Regions from separate parts of the Hordeum vulgare genome. Here region 2 is linked to region 1. The links are chromatin contacts, called in public Hi-C maps. All regions are on one chromosome and are shown on one strand. Each heading gives the region's core, a stretch centred on a gene start, on an enhancer-like site or on the middle of the called end of the contact. The rest is flanking DNA. Distances are from core to core; before and after follow the strand shown. Region 1 holds the start of LOC123432356 (alpha-galactosidase-like). Region 2 has its middle 55 kb from the start of LOC123432356.

Evidence for each region. Hi-C and Micro-C count contacts between places; a contact is called where the count stands out from the background.
Region 2: a contact with region 1 is called in a Hi-C map of leaf, with 4 times the contacts expected there. The contact joins the enhancer-like site here to the promoter of LOC123432356 in region 1. A contact is called at or near these places in 5 of 6 Hi-C or Micro-C datasets (leaf and seedling).

Annotation. Positions count from the first base shown.
Region 1 is chr1H:303,585,601-303,588,745 of MorexV3_pseudomolecules_assembly, reverse strand. LOC123432356 (alpha-galactosidase-like) reads left to right here and starts at 1,824. Exons shown (of 15, transcript XM_045115386.1): 1 at 1,824-2,067. The coding sequence starts at 1,913.
Region 2 is chr1H:303,640,119-303,643,083 of MorexV3_pseudomolecules_assembly, reverse strand. No RefSeq gene overlaps it. Among protein-coding and RNA genes, the nearest start is that of LOC123432356, 55 kb to the right of the region's middle. Within about 2 kb of position 1,548, at least 2 of the 3 cell types and tissues checked have open chromatin away from gene starts, as enhancers often do. A contact at or near this core is called in leaf, where this site is marked.

The sequences.
Region 1 (3,145 bases), core at 575-3,074:
TGTGCAATTAAATGACTTCTTCTTCATCACAATATATATTTATGGTATGAAATAAATGGTTGCCTTATGCACAATAGGATATTAACTCCGAGATTTCGTTTCCATGTGTAGAAAGAGAGAAATCTTGGAATTAAGGGGACTCCCAATGAAATGTATCTTATGTATATATGCATTAAATATTTCTTTAGATGCAATTAAATATTTCCCGCAAAAAGATATCATTAAATATGAATAATATGTACACTAAAAACAAGGAAAATAAAAACATTCTCTGTTTTCCACGCTTTATATAGAATTAAGATATGTTTTGCTCCTTTTGAACCATGGATGGACAAACAAAAACAAAATCAATTTCCTATGAAGTAAATTTAAGGATCAAAATTGATTTATTTTTTAAACATGGTTTTTACCTTTTCCTTATCTATTTCGACACGAATATCTCGCAAACGTTCTCCGGGAGAAAAATTGTTAGCGAACGTTAGAGTTGTCATGCGAGAAGAACTAAAATGTCATCATGCGTTTGTTAGAGGTTTGCCTCGGGAAGCGAACTTGCTATACGCAGGGAAGAATGCTCCACGAATGCAACATAATCTTCATTTAAAAAAAAAGGTTTTGTAAGGTTTTGATAAATCATTTTGTGATGTTTAAATTATGGGAAACGATTACATCCCACCGGCTGATCCGGTTGATCCATTCGTCGTCCGCTCGTCCGTTAGATCTCGTCTCGATCATGAACCATTTCTCAAAATTGGCTCGTTGTTTCAGGAACGGGGGCTCAAGCTGGAGCACTCCAGGTTCCTCATCGTGGCTCCTCTGCTACCGGGGACGAGCCTGCCGGAGCCCGGCAAACCGCCGTCGTCGTCGGTCCTCGCCGGCTCGCCGGATCCCCACCTCGCCGACGAGATCCTGCCCCTCGCCGGATCCCCACCTCGCACGGCGAACGAGGAGGTGTGCGGCGTGGATGCCGGCGAGCTCCCGCCGCCGGGGAGCTTCTCTGCCTCGCTGGAGATGCGTCCCTGCTCGCGCGCCCGACTCTCCGTTGAGCATGGATCCCAGCTGCAACGTGACTTTCGTTGCAAAATTTCTTGAAACTCGACCTTTGTTGCAAAAAAAATATTCCATAAAAATACCTATGTTACAGAAAGACGAAGAAAAAAAAATATGCAACAAGCAAATTGTTTCTAAAACTCGACCGTTGTTTTAGGAATTAACGGATCCAAAGTTTATTTCTTGCAACAAAGCAAAAGTTTCCGTAACTCGAGCGTCGTTTCAGGAAATAACTACTGACCATGCGTCGGGGATGCGGGGCCTTATATCGACATCCGACGGCTAGCTAGATGACAGATAATTTTTAAAAATCATTCGACGGATCGCGTAGCGTTCCCTTTAAATTATGCGCAGGAAAGAATTTCCTTTCTTTTAGGGGTCATTATGTTTTGTAAGGTTTTTAGAAATCATTTTGCTGTCAAAAAAAGGTTGTGAGAAATCATTTGGTTGATCATTTCCTTCATGTACATAGCACACACAACGTCCCGTCTCGCTGACAGCGGGCCACCACCGGCATCCCAACCACGGCTGGATCCCACGGAGCACTGCACCGAACACGTACTCTGCCGGTCATTGGCGGACCCAACCGAGGCAAACCGGGCGACTCAAGTCAAGCCACAGGGGTGCATACACACAGAACCCAAAAATATCCAAATAAAATTAGTACTACTCCTTAATATTAATATCTCGCCTTTAATATTTTGAACCCCGCGGCCCCGCAGTCCCCCGCGCGCGGCCCTATATAAAGGCGGCCCCGTCAGACGCGTCCTCAGCAGTCACTCACCGGCGCCACCAGTACCGCCCCGCCCCCACCCACCCCACCTCCTCCCTCCTCTGCTCCTCCGCTCGCTCGGCACCGGGGGCCATGGCGCGCGCCTCGCTGCTTCTCGCGCTGCTCGTCGCGGCGGCTTCGGCGCCGGCGGAGGGAGCCAGGGTGCCCGTGGACGCGGCCGGCAACGCGACGCTGGGCGCGCGGCGGGAGGCGCTCGAGAACGGCCTCGGCAGGACGCCGCAGATGGGGTGGGTACTCTCGCTCGCGCTGCCACCTTCCAACCCCCTGCTCCTGTCTTTTCCTCTTCGTTTTTTCGCCCGCTATGGCATGCATTCGATTCGTATCCTCCGCCCCTCGCGCTACGCTACCGCCCAACAACCCGCACGAACAAAGCAGAAAATAACAATTCATTATTAACATGAAAATATACTACTCCTACGTAGTACTATCATCGCTCTGGAGTAGGGGGTAGAGCTCGTGGTGGTAGATAATCTGCCGTGGTGCGTGCGTGGTGATAATGGTGGCTTTCGTGCGATGAAAGGGACGTTCATGCGCGTCTCGCGTGCGGCGGCAGCGAAAGGCGCGGGTGGCTCCCTCCGATTTCATCATCGGGTTTGGACGCTTTTGTTTAAAGCCCCTTTGGGCTTTGGCCGCTTCTCTTCCATTCGCGCACGCGATATTTCCAATCTCGATTTATTATGCCCCGCTTCGTCGCCACAGCCTACAGATACAGTTTTCCTATTTTTATTTTGGGTGGATTTGATGGGAGATTTGGCGATGAGATGAGGGATTGAGCCACGAGGGGAGTAAGTAAGATGAATGCTTGGACGTCAGCACGCGTGCATTTTTCTGCTCCCCTCGTCCAGTCGTAGATCTAAAGATATACTCGTATTTTTTTTGGCCAGCATTTATATTGGAACGATCATGTGTGTACGTGTACTCCAGATTTCGCATGGAACCATGCATTTGTTTTTAACACATGGATCTAGCAGTATTTGCTACTCCTACTACTATATGCTCCTACATCAGTGACTTCATCTATATTTAGTATCAGCAATGCAAAATCTACAGTGGTCTTCATCTATATATATAATTGAAAGAAAATAAAAACTGCGGAACAACCGAGGGGGGCCTGCCTGCGAGCAAAGCACGCCCAAGGAACAGGGAAAAGATTTGACGACCTATCCCTTTATCTATGCTTTCTTTTTTCCTTTTTCTCTGTTGGCCTTTGTGCCTGTCCCTTGGCCTCTGCCCTCGCGCTGCATGCACATATACGAGTATTTTAACCGCGCAACCTGAACCGTACGGTACTGCCGTCCTGGTGCT
Region 2 (2,965 bases), core at 299-2,798, 55 kb before region 1:
CACTAGTAGACCTCCAGTTGCGGCTCGCTCTTCGGCGGAGGGGGCACGGCGCAGTCATCGGTGGTGGACAGCGCGATGGCCTCCGAGAGTTGCGCCTCGTACGTCGCCTCCTTCTCGTCAGCCTTACGCCACTCCTCCTCCTGCCTCTCACAGAGAACGGCTGCCAGCGCCGCCTGGTAGGAGGCCTCCGCCTCCTGGTCTTCGTTGCTAATGACGGGCGGGGTGGCGGAGGGCCTCCCGGCTGCACGTCACGCACGCCGTCGTGGCGCTGCTCCTCGTGCTCGAGCGCGAAACATACCTCCTAGTTGGGAGAGTTGGCCGCGTATGCCGGGTTGAGCCGCTGCTCCGGCGTCAGCTGACGCCGGCTGCGACTCGCCTCCTCCGCGTGCATGCGCGTCTACTGCGGCACGGTCAGCACCGGGATCCTCTCCGGATCCATATGCCAGTGGTGCGGGAGGGTGACGTCGGGGTACTGCAGCGGAACGCGGTGCTCCGAGTGCCACCGCGCTTGGTGCACCGGGACGCTGATGCGTTCGCGAGGCCGGCGGTGGTTGACGGGGGCCTTGCCCTTGTTTTGGAAGGAGCCGACCATGGCTAGGGTTTGGTTGCCGATGAGGTGGCGAGATGGGGACGGGGGGAGGGTCTGGAGCAGATGGCCGAACCCCACCGCACGTTCGGATTAAAAAAGGCCGACCGCTGTTGCTGACGCATGGATCCGAGGAAGACGGCCGTCATAAATTATGTTGACCGTGGTGGTTGAGACGGACACCGTAAAAACGCGCGCGTCCGCTCCGACACATTTTGGTCTCAAATTTAAACCAAAAATGGATCAGTACGGTCGCGTTTTAAAAATGATCAACGTGTTAGGTTATGTTAGGTTATCATTTTTATCCGCACGGCCCCAAATAGACGGGGCAAACGAAATGAATCGCCGAGTTAAAATTACTCTATGTAAAATGTCTCAAGATAAAGGGGCAACCCAATCACACGAAAACATCTTTCCAGTTCACAACCGGACTGGAAGCTCAGGAACCGGTCGATCACCGTGCTGCCCGTCAGAAGATGATACTTCGGTTTTCGGGTCGCGTCACGGGTTCCGTGCAAGCATCCGGGTGCATGTTTCGAGTCACAAAGCTCGACCCCGTCTCCAGCCGGCCGGCCGGCCGCTGTCAACTCCTCTTGCTCGCTGTCCATCTATCAACGCACTCTTGTCCCACTCCCACCGCGACGACCTTGATGCGCCCACTTCCCGAGCGACGAGGATTTTGTGTAGGCTCGCGCACCGCCGGTTCCAAAAAGAAATTTTTATTTAGTACGACGACAGTGATGGAACGGAACGGCACCGATGCTTATCGTCGCGGCCGTGTCTAGGATCGGAACAAATTGATTCCGGGCCATCGTCATTCAGCATTCATCCTCATGCCCAGGATCCCACTTTCGGGATGCCTCCTCAAGTCCATGCCATCGCCATCACGCGGGGCCGAATAGATACAACGGAACGGAGCACGTAATTATTCAGTGCGCACGCACATATTACTACTTATGTGATAAGATCGCTACGGCCTGATGAGAAACGGCGTGAAGGAGTGCAGCGGACGCGATAAGATCAGGTCCATGGCCGACGCCATCCGACCAAAGCTTTCCAAGAATAAAAATGGCGGCTGGGTGGACCTCCACGACGCTGGCCGGCCACATAGGTCAACGATCATTTCTCCCTGCTCCTCTTTTATACACGGCGTTGTTGGCCAACTACGTGTTCTGTCCACGTTATTTGCTAGTCTGTTTCGTCCATAGTGCTACCGTGGTACTAAGATAAATTACTGCTCGCGGCTCGTGTGAACATGCCTGATGATCAAAGGATGCGATGTGTGTGGTGGGTGGATGAGTGGGTTAGTGGCCAGCAGAGAAGGCAGGCATATACGGCGCCAAAGATCTCATCCGACCCTATCATGCATGACCGCGGTCTACGCCAGGGAGACCCCCTCTCTTCCCTTTTTTTCGTCCTTGCCATCGATACGCTCCATCACATACTCCAAAAGGCTACCGACCAAGGGAATTTGCAACCTATCCGCGGACGCCCAATCCAGGCTTCTCTATATGCGGATGATGAGGCCATTTTTATGGCGCCAATCAAAGAGGATATCCAGTTCTTAGCTTCCACGCTCAGCTCCTTTGGGGTTGTCACTGGCTTGGTCACCAACTGCAACAAAAGCCTAGTGGCGCCCATTCGATGCACAAACATTGATCTTGACGATATCCTGCGGGCCTTCCCAGCGGTACGGACCACCTTCCCAATGAGATATCTGGGCCTTCCACTTTCGATCCGGAGGCTCAAACGCATTCATTTTCAATATTTGAAGGATAAGGTGGTTGGCAAACTACCCCCTGGTCGGCCGAGCACGTTGCCGCCCCTGGGCGCATTGTCCTCGTCAAGGCCGTCCTCACAGCCATCGCGATTTATCACCTCACACCCCTTGATCTCCCTGTTGAGGTCAGGAAGAAGATCGATAGTCTGCGACGAGCCTACCTTTGGGCGGGCTGTGAGAAAGTGTCAGGTGGCAAATGCAAGGTTAACTGGAACCTAGTCTACAAGCCCAAGATTTACGGGGGTCTTGGCGTGCTAGATCTGGAGAAATTCGCGGCAGCGCTGCGCCTTCGTTGGCTATGGTTCGAGTGGGCCGACCCGGAAAAAAGTTGGGCTGGTACGGAAACGCCTTGTTCGGACGGCGACAAGGACCTTTTTGCCGCTGCCACGACGGTGGCCGTTGGTGATGGGACCAAAACGAGTTTCTGGGAATCATCATGGCTGCTTGGTCTTCGGCCCAAGGATATTGCGTCCGAGATTTTTGCTATTTCTAAAAGAAGGGCATGTACTGTGAGAAAAGCGCTGGATAATAACTTCTGGATTCGCCACATACAATTCCAACAGGGCCTCACTCTTCCTCATATTCAGCAGTTTGCTGCT